5 separate regions of the Mus musculus genome follow, and regions 1, 2, 3 and 4 are each linked to region 5. Evidence: chromatin contacts called from public Hi-C and HiChIP or PLAC-seq data. All regions are on one chromosome and are shown on one strand. The core of a region is the stretch at or near the end of the contact, and the rest is flanking DNA. Distances in the headings are between cores, read along the strand shown. Region 1 has its middle 39 kb from the start of Hs3st3a1. Region 2 has its middle 40 kb from the start of Gm12290. Region 3 has its middle 24 kb from the start of Gm12290. Region 4 overlaps Gm40016 (a long non-coding RNA gene). Region 5 holds the start of Hs3st3b1 (heparan sulfate (glucosamine) 3-O-sulfotransferase 3B1).

Evidence for each region. A called contact is a pair of places that touch in the nucleus more often than the background predicts. HiChIP or PLAC-seq counts read pairs in DNA pulled down with a chosen protein or histone mark.
Region 1: a Hi-C map of the N1E-115 cell line shows a contact between it and region 5, with 10 times the contacts expected there. The contact joins the enhancer-like site here to the promoter of Hs3st3b1 in region 5. A contact is called at or near these places in 3 of 39 promoter capture datasets (the 3T3-L1 cell line and the C10 cell line), 2 of 484 Hi-C or Micro-C datasets (the N1E-115 cell line and cerebral cortex), 11 of 115 datasets of contacts at active chromatin or transcription factors (Th17 cells, acute myeloid leukemia, craniofacial prominence and 8 more) and 1 of 9 other capture datasets (macrophages).
Region 2: a contact with region 5 is called in a Hi-C map of granulocyte-monocyte progenitors, with 2.0 times the contacts expected there. The contact joins the enhancer-like site here to the promoter of Hs3st3b1 in region 5. A contact is called at or near these places in 6 of 39 promoter capture datasets (the 3T3-L1 cell line, the C10 cell line, embryonic stem cells and 2 more), 1 of 15 datasets of contacts at CTCF or cohesin (stem cell-derived epiblast-like cells), 8 of 484 Hi-C or Micro-C datasets (CD4 T cells, embryonic fibroblasts, embryonic stem cells and 4 more), 6 of 115 datasets of contacts at active chromatin or transcription factors (acute myeloid leukemia, embryonic forebrain, embryonic hindbrain and 3 more) and 2 of 9 other capture datasets (adipose tissue and liver).
Region 3: a contact with region 5 is called in a Hi-C map of the N1E-115 cell line, with 6 times the contacts expected there. The contact joins the enhancer-like site here to the promoter of Hs3st3b1 in region 5. A contact is called at or near these places in 2 of 39 promoter capture datasets (embryonic stem cells and hippocampal neurons), 6 of 484 Hi-C or Micro-C datasets (the N1E-115 cell line, Th2 cells, embryonic fibroblasts and 3 more), 4 of 115 datasets of contacts at active chromatin or transcription factors (acute myeloid leukemia, embryonic hindbrain, kidney and 1 more) and 3 of 9 other capture datasets (adipose tissue, embryonic stem cells and liver).
Region 4: a contact with region 5 is called in an H3K27ac HiChIP or PLAC-seq map of embryonic stem cells, with 3 times the contacts expected there. The contact joins the enhancer-like site here to the promoter of Hs3st3b1 in region 5. A contact is called at or near these places in 5 of 39 promoter capture datasets (the 3T3-L1 cell line, epiblast stem cells, frontonasal cranial neural crest and 2 more), 4 of 484 Hi-C or Micro-C datasets (embryonic stem cells and epidermal suprabasal cells), 5 of 115 datasets of contacts at active chromatin or transcription factors (embryonic midbrain and embryonic stem cells) and 1 of 9 other capture datasets (embryonic stem cells).

Annotation. Positions count from the first base shown.
Region 1 is chr11:64,395,223-64,397,922 of GRCm38.p6, forward strand. No RefSeq gene overlaps it. Among named protein-coding and RNA genes, the nearest start is that of Hs3st3a1, 39 kb to the right of the region's middle. Within about 2 kb of position 1,444, at least 47 of the 459 cell types and tissues checked have an H3K27ac peak or open chromatin away from gene starts, as enhancers often do. A contact at or near this core is called in the N1E-115 cell line, cerebral cortex, forebrain and 1 more, where this site is marked.
Region 2 is chr11:64,203,202-64,205,901 of GRCm38.p6, forward strand. No RefSeq gene overlaps it. Among named protein-coding and RNA genes, the nearest start is that of Gm12290, 40 kb to the left of the region's middle. Within about 2 kb of position 1,315, at least 17 of the 459 cell types and tissues checked have an H3K27ac peak or open chromatin away from gene starts, as enhancers often do. A contact at or near this core is called in acute myeloid leukemia and granulocyte-monocyte progenitors, where this site is marked.
Region 3 is chr11:64,186,690-64,189,389 of GRCm38.p6, forward strand. No RefSeq gene overlaps it. Among named protein-coding and RNA genes, the nearest start is that of Gm12290, 24 kb to the left of the region's middle. Within about 2 kb of position 1,437, at least 18 of the 459 cell types and tissues checked have an H3K27ac peak or open chromatin away from gene starts, as enhancers often do. A contact at or near this core is called in the N1E-115 cell line and liver, where this site is marked.
Region 4 is chr11:63,454,039-63,456,738 of GRCm38.p6, forward strand. The region is part of intron 2 of Gm40016 (a long non-coding RNA gene); the gene reads right to left. Among named protein-coding and RNA genes, the nearest start is that of Gm40016, 8.7 kb to the right of the region's middle. Within about 2 kb of position 1,298, at least 44 of the 459 cell types and tissues checked have an H3K27ac peak or open chromatin away from gene starts, as enhancers often do. A contact at or near this core is called in embryonic stem cells and stem cell-derived epiblast-like cells, where this site is marked.
Region 5 is chr11:63,920,957-63,923,656 of GRCm38.p6, forward strand. Hs3st3b1 (heparan sulfate (glucosamine) 3-O-sulfotransferase 3B1) reads right to left here and starts at 1,328. Exons shown (of 2, transcript NM_018805.2): 1 at 378-1,328. The coding sequence starts at 931.

The DNA of each region.
Region 1 (2,700 bases), core at 194-2,693, 470 kb after region 5:
GTGCTCAATAGGCTATTTAAGTAGACAAAATAATAGAGTAGGGAGTGAGGAGAAGGCTGATTGGATAAAACTGATTGCTGGACAAGCATGAGATCCTGAGTGGGAGTCTTCAGCATCCACACAAAAATCTAAGCATGATATTGTGCAAGCTTATAGCCCCAGTGCTGTGAATTGTGTATGTGTGGGAATGGGGGCAGGGTGAGGGAGAATCCCTGAGCATTTCTGGCTGTCAGCCTAGTTCAAGATTCAGGAAGGAGAAAGAAATCAGTCTCAAATGAATTCCACGGGGAATAAGAGACTAGGACATGCCCTACCCTTCTCTGGCCTTCATGCACATGCACAAGGGTATTCACAGACTACACACAGGAGGAAGACAAGAGAGGAGGAAAAAGAAGGAAGGGAGAGGGAGCGAGGAAGGGAGGGAGAGGAGGAGAGAGGAAAGGAGGGAGGGAGATAGGGAAGGAGGGAGGGAGTAAGGAAAGGAGGGAGAGAGGGAGAGAAAAGAGGGAGGGAGGAAAGGAGGGAGAGAGGGAAGGAGGGAGGGAGATAACCCAATCAAAAATAGAGACAAAGTAAGTAAAAATCAAAAGAGGGAGATTTCTGTAAGGCTGTGAAGAGGAAAAGAGGCTGAGAGCCATGCTTGCCCCAAATCCGTCATTGAGACATAAAGTTCGGGTTTAGACAGAGGGGAATAAACTACACTTAACTAATCATCTCGACCCCACCCAGAGTTGAGTTATCACTTTCTGGGCTCCAATCTCTTCAGCAAGGCGGCTTGGCAAGTTGTCAGAATGATGTAAAATCTCTTCCTTGGAGACTAGTTTCCCCTGGCTTCAGCCTTTTCCTCTGGGCACAAGAGTTTTGGGGAGACTTCATTTTTTTAGTGGTTTGAAGGTCATTTCAATAATTTGAAATTCAGGGTGCAGGCACAAGAGTCTTTTCAGATTATCATTATTCTTGCCAGGACAGATTACAGTTGTTGAGACAGTTCTGACTTTCCTTCCAAGGCTCCGGTGAACAAGGCACAAGGCTTGACTTTGTAGCTGTATTTCATGAAGTGTCATTATCCTTCTGCCATAGACAACTAACGGATGGCTGCGAGGAAAGATACAATTTGGAGGCAATTAATTCTGCTTCAAGTCCCAATTCACCAAAGCTGCATAGCACTCGAGTCCCCTGCAGCTTCAGAGCAGCCTATGGGCAGCTCGGGTTCTTCCTCATGGCTCCACTCTGCATAGGACCTGCCTTTTCTTTCACTTTCTGAGCTCAGGGGCAATTGGCTGGGTGATGGGGCTGCCCCTAGTTCAGTTTGCAGGGCCCACAGGCTGCTTATGTCCTGATTTACAACACGGAAGAGGAAGAGAGCCCCTGGTACACTGGGGCTTCTTCACACTTGTCAATTTGTCGCCACCACAGCAGGGCTCAGGCTGCCATCTGCTTGTGATGCTGCAACAGGGACACTCAGCAGCCTCCTGTCTTCCCCTCCTCCCCCGCTCCTCCCTGCAGCTGCTTGCTTTACACTGATCTGGAAGTTGGATCAGCTGGCTAAAGATGCTTTGCTCACTCGCATCATCCTAAACAAGAGGCAGAGGCTGGCCCACAGACATCCCCTCTGGGATTGCAGAGGCTTCATCTTCCCAAGGGGAAAACGGTTGTTAGGCAACTGCTGCTAAGAGATCAGCTCTTAAGCCCCCAACCTCTTTTTCTTTTCTTAGTATAGGATCACTGCAGCAGGAAGCCCTCTGGGAGCAGCTAGGCTTGCTGATTAACTCTGGACATCGAGTCTAGGCCAGTGGCTTCACTCATCTCTTATCTCTGATTCCACCACCTCCAGAGGTACGTTGCTGTACCCTTGCCTACATGGTCTTAAGTCAAACTCGGTCACTGACTGGCTGACTTGCTAATTTGGGCATATCTCCCACCCCAGTGTGCTTGCCTCTCATCTTCTCATTGGGGTTATTTAGGGCTGTTCGGTACAGCACGATAGCTTAGCCAGGACCTGGGCAGAGCCAGTCTCTGCAAATGTGAGTGTTACATTGAGCGTTATATTGGCATATTTCACTCACCCCCATTTATAGTGACCAGTATGGATGAGGGGGAAATCAAACAAGCTCAGGCAGGTTAACATGAGCATGAATGGATCCACTCCACAGGGCAAGGACAGCAGCTCACACCCGGTGGCAGCAGTTCAGGCTGACGTTCTGTGTCATTTCCATACGTTAATTCCTTACTAATTTCACAATATCATGAGGTAGTTACTATCTCCCATGAGCACACATGGGGCCCACAGACATGAAGTAACGCCATGGCCACACAGCTGCATGCTGAAATCTTAACGCTGATCTGGATTATTGTACTTTGGGTCTAAAATGCCCTTCGCGGCCTTCGAGATAACAGCTTGAGCTTCTGTTTCACACTGTTGGGAGGTGAAGGGACCTCTCATGGGTGGGACTCATAGAAGGAAGTTAGGCCACTGGAGGTAGGATTATGGTGGGTGTGCTGAGATTTTGGTCCTTTTCTTCTCTTTGCTTGCTAGACGGCATGATGGGCCTCTTATCACAGTGGCCATCAGATTACAACTCTCCACAGACTCCAAAGTCACAAAGGCTACGGACTATGGATTGAAATTTCCAATGCCATGCGCCAAGATAAACCTTTCCTCCTTATCAAAGCTCAGCTTATTTTGTCACTGTGACAAAA
Region 2 (2,700 bases), core at 65-2,564, 280 kb after region 5:
ATTTTGTAGCCTAGATGTGCCAGTCTCAGCAAATGTCCCTTCCGTACTCAGAAGGAATAATATGTGCTCAGCTATTGCTGGGTGTGACATTTTATAAACACCAGTTAGACACAGTGGGTGACAGTGTTGGTTATTGTCTGTACTTAGTGACTTCCCATCTGTGGGTTATATCAATCACTCACTGGAGGAGTGTTGAAGTTAACTAAAGGGTGAGTCTGCCTGTGTTTTCTCCCTTCCCTTCCCCCTTCCCTTCCCCCTTCCCTTCCCCCTTCCCTTCCCCCTTCCCTTCCCCCTTCCCCCTCCCCCTTCCCTTCCCCCTTCCCTTCCCCCTTCCCCCTCCCCTCCCCTCCCCTCCCCTCTTATTCCCTTCAGTCGTGTGCCCTCCCCCCTCTACCTCTCTCTTCCCTTCTATTCTTTCTTTCATGGCTTTTATGTGTTATATATTAGTGATCAAGGGGGAAGGGCCCTTGTGGGTGGTCCCATCCTTGGGCTGGTAATCCTGGGTTCTATAAGAAAGCAAGCTGAGCAAGCCCAGCAAAGCAAGTCAGTAAGCAGCACTCCTCCATGGCGTCTGCATCAACTCCTGCCTCCAGGTTCTTGCCCTGTCTGAGTTCCTGATCACAGATAGGAACTTTCTTTGGTGATGAACAGCAGTATGGAAGTGTACATTTAATAAACCCTTTCCTCCCCAACTTGGTTCTTGGTCATGATATTTTATGTAGGAAAACAAACCCTGACTAAGACAAGGACACTCTCACTGGACACAGAATTCTGGCTGGACTGCATCCTCCATTGCTTCTGATAAGAACTTTGGTTACTGGGGTCGTTTTAAAATTAAGTCCTGTAGATCTGGAGTGGTGACAGTTCCTCCTGCTCTTCCTGAAGACACGAGTGAGATCCCACCCCCCCCCCCCACCCCCCGTGGCTTCCAGTCTTCTGCAATGCCAGCTCAGGTCCTTGAAATCCAAGCCTCAGTCTCACTCAGAGACATTTAAATTCTTGTACATTGTAGTTTTGATTTCCACCAATAGTTTGGTCTGTCTTGCCTTGTTTCTCTGCTACTGTTTCCTGCTTGTCTGGAAGTATGGGTCAGTCACTCAACTTTAACATGGAGTTCCATCAGCATTTACTTCTGTTGAGTGACACTTCCTGTCTGAAGTGAGGATTTCTGTTTTTTTTTCGTGTGTGTTTGCTTTTTGTGGGACATTTTTTTTTTTTTTAAACTGGGAACCTGTGAGGCTTTGAGTCTGACGTGTGTTGTAGAAAGGATGTTGACAGGCCGGTTTCAGCAGCCATCAGGCTCAGGCTGAAGTTCTGACCAGCCGTTAGTGGGTTGTGGTTTCCAGGCTGGTCATGTTTTCAAAATGTTTATCTGGGTCTGTCCTGTGTACGTTCCACCCTGCGGTCAGTTCACAGTTGGGATCTCTGTGCTCACAGACTTTAGCACACTGCTGGGATCCATACTTAAACTCTCACTGCTTCTGGCTACATTTAGCGATTGGGAGGCCCAGGGGATCTCCTCCAATTTTCCTGATTCCTTTTGCATTTTCAGACATCCTGGGGCTCTCCTATGGATAGAAAGCTGAGGTGTTATTTATATCACTGTAATCTGTACTTTCTGTGATTGTGCCTGCTAAGCCAGGAGGTAGGGCAGCAAAGAGAAGATCTGTGGGGATGCAGGCATACTTTCTGATGCTTAGGACTGTAGTTCTTATCAGAAAGGGAGCTTTGTCTACTCTAGGGCTTCAGGCTGTCATGGGTCGCCTAATCCAGTCTCCGTAGGCATTGTATGGTGACCTTCAGTGACAAAAATGGGAAATGAAGGAGAGTGAGAAAGCAAATAGGAACACATCCTTACTTCTAAGTGTGAAGACACGTCACTTCTTTCCTGTTTTCTGAAACAGAACTAGAACTGGAGCCCCTGGCTGGGTCTGTCTGCACAGATCTCCGCTGACCCCAGGCTTCCTTGATTTCACGTCATCAGGGAAAAGGTGGTGAGCCCATCACACTCCCAGTTCCGAAGCATATGTTTCACAACCTCACATTCTTTCCAGAGTGCTACCCTCATGGGCTTTGTATCTGGTCCTTTTCTCTGTCACTCTGTGATGGAGTTAGTATGGTTGGGGCTTGCTCAATACTTCCTCAAACTGGAGCCATCCTAGATGTTGGACACTAGCAAGTTGTACCACCAGCTGCAGTTCTAAACTCTGTATAATTTGTGACCCTATCATGCACTTTCAGAGCCAAAAATGAGCTGCTGTGGCCAGAGGCTGTACTGAAGAACAGCATGAACTTCAGAGGGAAAGCAGTCATTTTCGGTTTCTTCTACTGAGTTACATACAAGGCATAAGAAGACCTGCAATGTATGCTTTTTTCCCTTTGTGGCCTGACATCCTCCTCCGGTGCCCTCATGGGAGTACTCACAATAAGAACAGTTCATTTGACTATAATGTGTCTGCCTGAAGTTGTTAAGAATTTGATATCTTCATTGGAGGATTCAGAGACTATTGCATTCCATTTGGGATTCAGCCTGTCTAGAGACAATCCTGGTTTTAGAATCCAAGTCCCTTTTTTTTTTTATTTTCTCCCTTCCTGTGTTCTGTGTACCCTACAACATGGCCTGCTTTAGAATTGCTACCACAGTCAAGCTTGGTGACTCTCATCTGCAATCTTAGCACCTTGGACACTGAACCAGGAGGA
Region 3 (2,700 bases), core at 187-2,686, 270 kb after region 5:
TAGAAACTGAAGTAGAGACCAGGGAGGATTGTTGAGTATTGGCTTGCTTCCCCCGGTTGGCTTAGCTACAGTCCCTGTACAGCCCAGGCTTCCTGCCCATGGGTGGCACGCCCATATCAATCATTAATCAAGAGAATGCCCCACTGAATTGCTTATAGGCCAGTCTGATGGAGTTAATTCCTAGTTGAGATTCCTCTTTCCCAGATATGTCTAGGCTTGTGTCCAGTTAATAAAAATGAACTCACACAGAAGAGAAGGAATTGAATCCTATCTTCTGTTCACAAACCAAATGGGTGTGGTTGTCAGGTGGCATCTCAGGCAATTCCCTGGAATGTTATGCAGTAAACGCTGAGTAAATTCTGAAAGTAGTTGTCAGATCCCTCTGTCTCTGGGAAGGATGATATGGGAAAGAACAAAATTGACCTTCTCCTTCAGAAAAAGAAAATGAGAGAGATGATGTAAGGAAGAGAGTAGGCAAACCCAGACGGTGGCAGGAAGCTGCTGCAGTCAGTGACGTCACAGGGAGATCTGACAGGACAGCACAGCACAGAGGCTTCCTGTCAAGCTAAGAAGAATTCAACCAGCCCAGATGGAGCACCTGCAGGGATGCTCTGTGGGGGATTTAGAGGTGGCAAGATGTGAACTTGTCTCCTGTGATGATGACAAGAAGTAAGGATGCTAAGGTCATCTGGGCAAAACAAACTTTAAAACATGCTATATAAATATTATAATATATGTAAAACCTAATTTTTATATGTACATATGCAATACATAATATAATATAAAATATATCCAATATTATAGACATGTATTGTAGGATACACTCATGTACCTATGTTTGTAAATAATTTTAAAGTAGTATTACCTATCTTCCTGGTAGCCTTAACTCAGTGCCTTCCTAATTTGGGAATGATGTAATCATTTCTAGTCCCCCATTAGAGACAGGGACACGACACTCTAGGACGGCACTCTACAAAGCAGGTGGTGTGATTTACCCAACAGTAGCATACAGGGCAGACCAGGTCCCTTTCTCATAGTAAGATTGTGACATAGGTCACTTGTGGTGGCACAGATGACAAGACCTTAGTTATTTCTACCCCTAGAAATAACTGGTAGCTATTTCTACCTCAAGACACAGTTTGTGCTGAGCCATAGCTCCCCTGGGGCCTAGTCTTCTGCTCAGGTGGAGCTCGGCAGACCCAGGAAGCTGTACAGAGGTCATGCACAGAGCTTTGCACCCCCATGCTGCCTCAGAACTCAGGGACAGACTCCCTTCATTACCCACATGGACAAAGATGGTTTGGTTTTGTGCCAGAGTTCTTGACTCTTTGGCTCTTGTTCCCCAAATCATCGATCTTATGCAGTGACACTGACGAGGGCAATTAACTGTCCCCGCTGTCCTTAAACTCTCCACTTGGTGGAAACAACAAACACAGCTCAATGCACTAGGGATTTCTCGCTTAATGTCTGCTGGCGTGTGGGGCTTTCACATCACTGACCTGAGTCTTTGGGTACCGGGCAAATGCATAGATCCCCTCCCAAGATTCTGTTTGTCTTCCAGTGTCAATATTAGTATAGGGAGGGTGATCAGTGGGAATGTGGCTGCTCAAATCAGTCACTGGAACAAAGAGAATCAAAGACCATGTCAACACTGTTTTGACTGAATTTGAGCCCAACAGGTGAGTCAATTCAGAGTAAAAGGTTGAACCCACTGGCCATGGAAACTCAGCAGAGGAAGCATGTCAGAAGCATGTCAGAAGCATGTCACCAGCGAGTACACCATGTGGCTTTAGAACAGTGGTTCTCAACCTCCCTAACGCTGCAACCCTTTAGTACAGTTCCTCATGTCATGGAGACCACTAACCACAAAATTATTTTCATTGCTACTTCCTAACTGTAATTTTGCTACTGTTATGAATCATAATGTAATATCTGTGTTTTCTGGTGGTCTTAGGTAACCCCTGTGAAAGGGTCACTTGACACCCAAGGTGGTCTTGACCCACAGGTTGAGAGCCACTGCCTTAGAGCCAAGCTCCACTCAAGAGATAACGTTATTTGTGCTGGGAAAACAGCAAAAGTTGCAAATAGCTGAGTTACATGGAAGGCCTTGTGCCCTGAGCAGTCCTGGATGTCTGTGTCTCATCAGAAGGAAACAACAACTCCCAGGGGCAGGCGGCTTGTCCTAGTTACTACTCACAGCAGTGACTCAAGGACCCTGACAAGGAGCAGCTGAGGGATGGCTTAGTTCAGCTCACAGTATGAGGGTGCAGGACATCATGCCTGGGAAAGGCCCATGGCAGGAGGATGGGTGTGGCCACATCACATTGGCAGAAAACAGAGAGATGATCTTATCTGTGAATTCTTCCAATGCTCTGCTTGTTTTTGTAGTCCCAGCCTACTGCATGGTGCTGCCCACACACAGTGTAGGTCTTCCCAGCTCAGATAAACCTCTCTAGAAATCTACTCTGCCCTAGACATATACCCACAGTAATTCTAGATCCAGTCAAGTTGGCAACGAGGATTGACTGTTGCACCAGCAAAGCCAACATGATGCCAGATCATTTTTATTTCTCAATAGCCACTCTTCAGTAAATGATGATTTCTCTCAGTGTATTAGGAGTCTCTAAGGCAGGGGTTCTCAACCTGTGGATCTTGACCGCACTGGGGAAGAGGTCAAGAGACCCTTTTACAGGAATCTAA
Region 4 (2,700 bases), core at 48-2,547, 470 kb before region 5:
TGGTTTCAGCAGTGACAGATTAAGAATGATGTATGTGACAACCCACAGTCAAACACGTGATTGTATTTTGATGGGAAAACAAACAGCTTGGATGTTGTTTTAAAGCTATTTGCTTTGGGTCCTCGAAGTTGACTAGAATTTTCAAGCAGGCCTAATGCAGACTCTCTTCTCATCTTCTTGCTGTCTCTGGATTCCTTCTCTGGGTGGAGCATGGGATGTTGTGATGGCAGCTCCACCACTGTCCTGCTGCAGGGCAAAGCCGGACTGGGGCATAGTCCCACCAGCTGACTTTCTGTTTGTATTTATTCCATTAGTCCAGCTGACAATGCTCAAGGATAATTCTTCATATTGAAAGAATAGCCCTTCTTTCTTGTTCTGTTGGTTTTTTTGGTTTTAAATTAGAGCATACTCTACTTTTATTTGTTTATTTTTATTAGTTTAAATCTGTGAGGGGTACACCACCACCCGGGTTCTGTGTCTTTGCAGGCCTTTGCAGGAAGGCTTCTTCAGAATTTGGCATAAATCCTGTTACTGTTTCCAACCGGTTCAGTGGAGAAAGCCTTCCCTTTATTTCCATGAACCCCGAGAGAAGCACAGGAAGGTTAGGGATAATCGTTGAGGCTTCCCCTTACAAAGCTTGCAACATCTACCCATTGCACGGGTAGGCAAATAAAAACTTGTCGAGGCCTGGAAAGTTCTGATAGTTGCTGATGATAAAACTCGAGAGAATTCTCTAGCACCCTGGTAATGAGCTGAAGCCCAAGGCTAATAGCGTTTCCCTTTCGTTGGGAATTATGGGGAAGCTATCGTGACATTTGTATTACCCCAGAGAGATCTTCCACTAGAAAGCTGAGCTTTGAAGTAGTATTGGATTTGCTCCATTGAGTCTGAAAGGTTTGCCACTGGTTTTCGGGAGACTCACCCCAGCCAAAGCCAGGCCTCTGGGAGGCTTTATTCCTAGGCTCAAGTAAACAAACAGCCTCAAATGGCTGAGGCCACAAACAAAAGTCAAGGGGTGGGGGTGGGGTGGGGTCCGGGGCCACGGAGACATTCCCACATTCCAGTCTTTCCAGCTCTGGGGTCCTGTGTTCAGAGCATGAACCCTCCAGCCCTCGGCTCCCATCAGTATGCCTCTTTAAGTGGTGAGATTGTTGCTGGATAATTCTAAATGACCAACACACGCTAACAAAGCCGATGTGGGCAGAGGAGATAGAAAATGGGTGGTTGGGGCAGATCCACGAGGGCTCATTAATCTTCAGTAAATTAAAGCTCATCACCGCTCCGCCCCTCGACAGCTCTTTGTCTTGCTAATTCACATTAGGCCAAGCCTGGCTTCACGCTTTCAGGCTTTTCAGAGGTGAGGGCCTGTACAAAGCTGCAGATGTGGAAACCCGGAGAGACCTTTGCTCCGAACGCTGCCTGTTAACATTAGCGCGCTCCCTAGGCCCACAGAAGAACGTTACTGTGATTCTCTGGCTTCAGAAGACTTCCCAGGAAGCAACTTGGGAGTTTAAAGCAGCAGGAAGAGAGGTGGGGAAGATGCAGAGGTGCCAAGGCCCACCTCCGCTGCAAAAACTCAAAACAAAAGTAACATTAAACAATGCGTGGTTTTGTTCCTCAACACAGAAATGTAGCAATCCCCAGTGTTACAAAGATGGGGGAAATACAATCTTATCATATAGCTAGAACAGACATTTCTGACAGAAGTCTGGCTAAATAGCGATTGAAAATATGTATATTCTGTAACCCAGCTACTCCACTGTTGGAATTATTCTGCTGATGGAACGTTGTATAGATCCACAAATATATGTACTAGCATAGGTACTGAAAACCATCGTGACAGGAAAGAGGGGAGGAGTAATGTTTATGTGCATAAAAATAATACCTGTAAAGTTCAGAATTTCTGTAAAACAAAATGAAGCCCATCTTGGGACAGTTTGTAAAGCTATCCAGAAAGTAAGGCTGAAGTACTAGAGATTCCTTTGTAGCCAACATCCTGATGTGTTTTATAAAACCAAAGATATGTTTTGTGGAGCACGGTACGGTGTGGTGGGAGGGGGTTGACTCAGCAGGCCCATCCTGAGGCATCCCTCTGCAGTGGTAACAGCCAACAAAGAAGGGTGTAGTATAGAATAGAGTTTACTTAGGAACATGGGAAGGAGTGTTGAGAAGGAAGTAGAGGCAGAGATGGGACAGAGATGGGGACACACACATACACACAGAGAGAGAGAGAGACAGAGAGAGAGAGAGAGAGAGAGAGAGAGAGAGACAGAGAGAGAGAGAGGCAGAGAGAGAGAGAGAGAGAGAGAGAGGCAGAGAGAGAGAGAGAGAGAGAGAGAGAGAGAGAGAGAGAGAGAGAGAGAGAGAGAGAGAGAGAGAGACTGAATAGTCCTTTTATATGTGAGCCAGGCTGGTACCTGGTTGTTGCTAGGTAACTGCTGGGCGGAGCCTAGAGAAAATGTAAACAGATCATGCCCTTCAAATACCATAGTTATGCAAAACCCTTACCAAGGACAGTTTTCATAGACTCAGCCCCATCTAGTGCCCTGGCTGTGGAATGTGGGTGGGGGATGGGGAGGAGGCTTGTGGAGATGGCACCTGCTCTATTTCACCTATTAATGACAATCTGCCTATCAATCCACTTGCTCTGGCTTCCGCCAACAGATGCCCAGGGCGTCAGTGTGCATCCTGTCTAGCACA
Region 5 (2,700 bases), core at 78-2,577:
ACAAAATCCTAACCACTCCGAGTTATTCGCGTGGGATGCGGCCACAGCCAAAAGGTAACCGGTTCCTCCGGCGCTTTCCCAGTAGCTGCCGGGTGGGTGTCTTTGTGGAGAGATCACCTAAATGGTTCTAGGGCGCAGCATACCAGCCAACGGTGCCAAGCTAAAAGTTTCTGTAGGTGGCTGTCTCAGCCTACTCCGGAGCATCTGATTTCTCCCCAACTGTCCACCAGCAATGTGCGGTCGCACTTTGGTCCCCGCCCGCCCTAAATTGACGGAAGTTGTACCCCTGCTTCCCTCCCCACCTGACGCGCAACGGCCGGTGGGGGCTCACGGTCGGGATCACGGCCGGCGCAGCGGCCCCTGGAGAGGAAACTCACCGGTACCAGGCAAGACCCTTGTGGTAGCTGCGGTCGAAAAAGTGGGGCTCGGCGCCCACGGCGCGCACGTCGGGGTGCACGCGCAGGAACTCCAGCAATGCCCGCGTGCCGCCCTTCTTCACCCCGATGATGATGGCCTGCGGCAGCTGCTTGCTCCCAGCGCCGCTGAAGAAGCTGGAGATGGGACTGGGGGAGTCCGGCGCCTCTGGACTCTGCTCCTCCTGGCTCCCAGCGCCTACTGTCTTATCCTTGCCTGCAGCCAGCGAATTGGCCGGAGGTGCCCGGAAGGGCATCTTAGGGGATGTCTCATTCGGAGCTGTGACCAGGGCTGGCTGAGCGTGAGTAGCGCGGGACCCCGAGCCCAGGAGCAGCAGGCCGGGAGCGGCGGTACAGGAGCCGGCGCACGAGTACAAAAACATGTACAGCCAGATGCAAAGCATGGCGAAGAGCAGCGCGAGCTTCCTCCTCACCGGCGGCGGGGGCGGCGGCGGCTGCGGCAGGAACCGGCCCGGGACATCGAGACAGGACCGGCCGCCGCTCAGGCGCTGCCCCATACGCGGCCCGCGGGCGCGGCCAGGGGCATGGCTCAGCACATGGCAGGAGTCCCGCCGGAACAGAGAGCACCGCGACGGTCCCCTGCCACTTTGAGCCCGGAGTGATTCGGTTTATTGCCCTCCTGCGCGCGCGGCTGCCGAGGCTGCGGCTCTTCCCCGGGTGGCGGCGGCGGTTGCAGCGGCGACGGCTCTTGACATGATGCCCACGAGAAGCCGGGGTTGGAAAGCTAAGTCCAGGCGACGGGAACTGTGAGCAGACGCGCTGTCAGTTACGCTGTGCCCCGCACTCAGTAACTCTGGACGGGGCGCACGACAGCTCGCCGGGGCTGCCTCCTCGCAGCCAGGAGATTGAGAGCAGCCCCGGCGCTTGCCCGCTGAGGCTGCGGCGGAGAACTGCGCAGGAAGAGAGCCCAGCACTGAGGTGGAGTGGGCGGTCCCGGCCTTCCGAGTGACGGGCTGCGCTACCTACCAGGAGGCGCGAGCAGCATGCAAATGCCGGAGCTTCACCCAAGTCGAAACAGCCAATCGTCTCTCGGAACGTGGGGGTGTGGAAAGGGTTCGCGAAGGGGGGTAGAGCAGTATGGGGTTGCTATTGGCTTCAGAATTCAAGGGGCGGGTTCAGGGAGGCGAGGCCATCGGCTGGTGACAGGAGCAGATGGTGAGGATGCTGGAGTGACCCAACGCTGAAAGAGGTCCCACCCGGTTGAGTGGCGCTCTCTTATACACGCGCGCTTTTCCACACTCGCTTCTGAGGCCAGTCTTGGCTATAGTTGCCTATGTGACAAAGATGCCAGTCCTCATCCAAGGGTCCCGCCATCCGGCTCCTGAGTGTAAAAGCTGCAGAAAAGAGACAGGGATGGAAGAGGGAAAGCCGACCAGACGTGTTTCCAGCCCCACCCGCAAACCCAGTTTCATAATCGGGGCTCAGGGAAGGGCCTCCAACAGACCCTGATTTAGGAAGTTTAAGTAGGGAAAACCTCGGCGGAAGTCACTAACTTTCCCGCTCTCTCAATATTGTCCAGAATGGTCTCCCTGTGCCTGGCGCTTAATAGGGACAGACGTAAACACTATCTCACTCTTTCCAAACTCTCCTGAAAAGGCCTGGGGGGTGAACAGAGAGAAGGAAGGTTGTTTAGTTTAAAGACACTAGTTGAAACTTAAAGTCACATGTCGGAGTTTTATATGGGTATCTGTTCCTTGGCATCATTAATTTGATAGATGTTCTAACTTCTTTCTCTTGAACAAACAATTAAGCCGGCATCCGCCCCTGCTTAGAAGATTGGTTGGGTTTCTGACCTATGACTCTGTACTGAATCCTAGGCGTTTTCCCCCAATAACTTTTTTTTAAGTCGAATGTTGATATGGGGTAAATTCAGGAGTAGTGACTAGCACTTATTTAATGGTGAAAATCCACTCCGAGGCTTCCTTGTTTCGCACCTTTGTCCAGGGGGGCGGCCCGGAAAGGGGTCTTCTCAGAAACTGTCAGCTCTGGTGAGGGAAGCTCGGGCGCTGATGCCTGGCCAAATTTCTGCGCTGGCGATCGGAGTTAGGAAAGTCGGGATGGGGACGTTCACCCAAGTGGCGGCTTGAGAGCCTTTCGGTGCCTGGAATCCATTTTCCGCAAGACCGAAAGGCCTCCAACGCCAGGCTGCGTGCGGTTCCGGGACAGAATTTTCATTCCTTCCGACCCCCGTGCAGGCCGCGGGGACGCAGGAGGTGACTCACTCTGCGGCCACAGGCGCCTTGCACTTCCCGGTGGGCACCGGCGG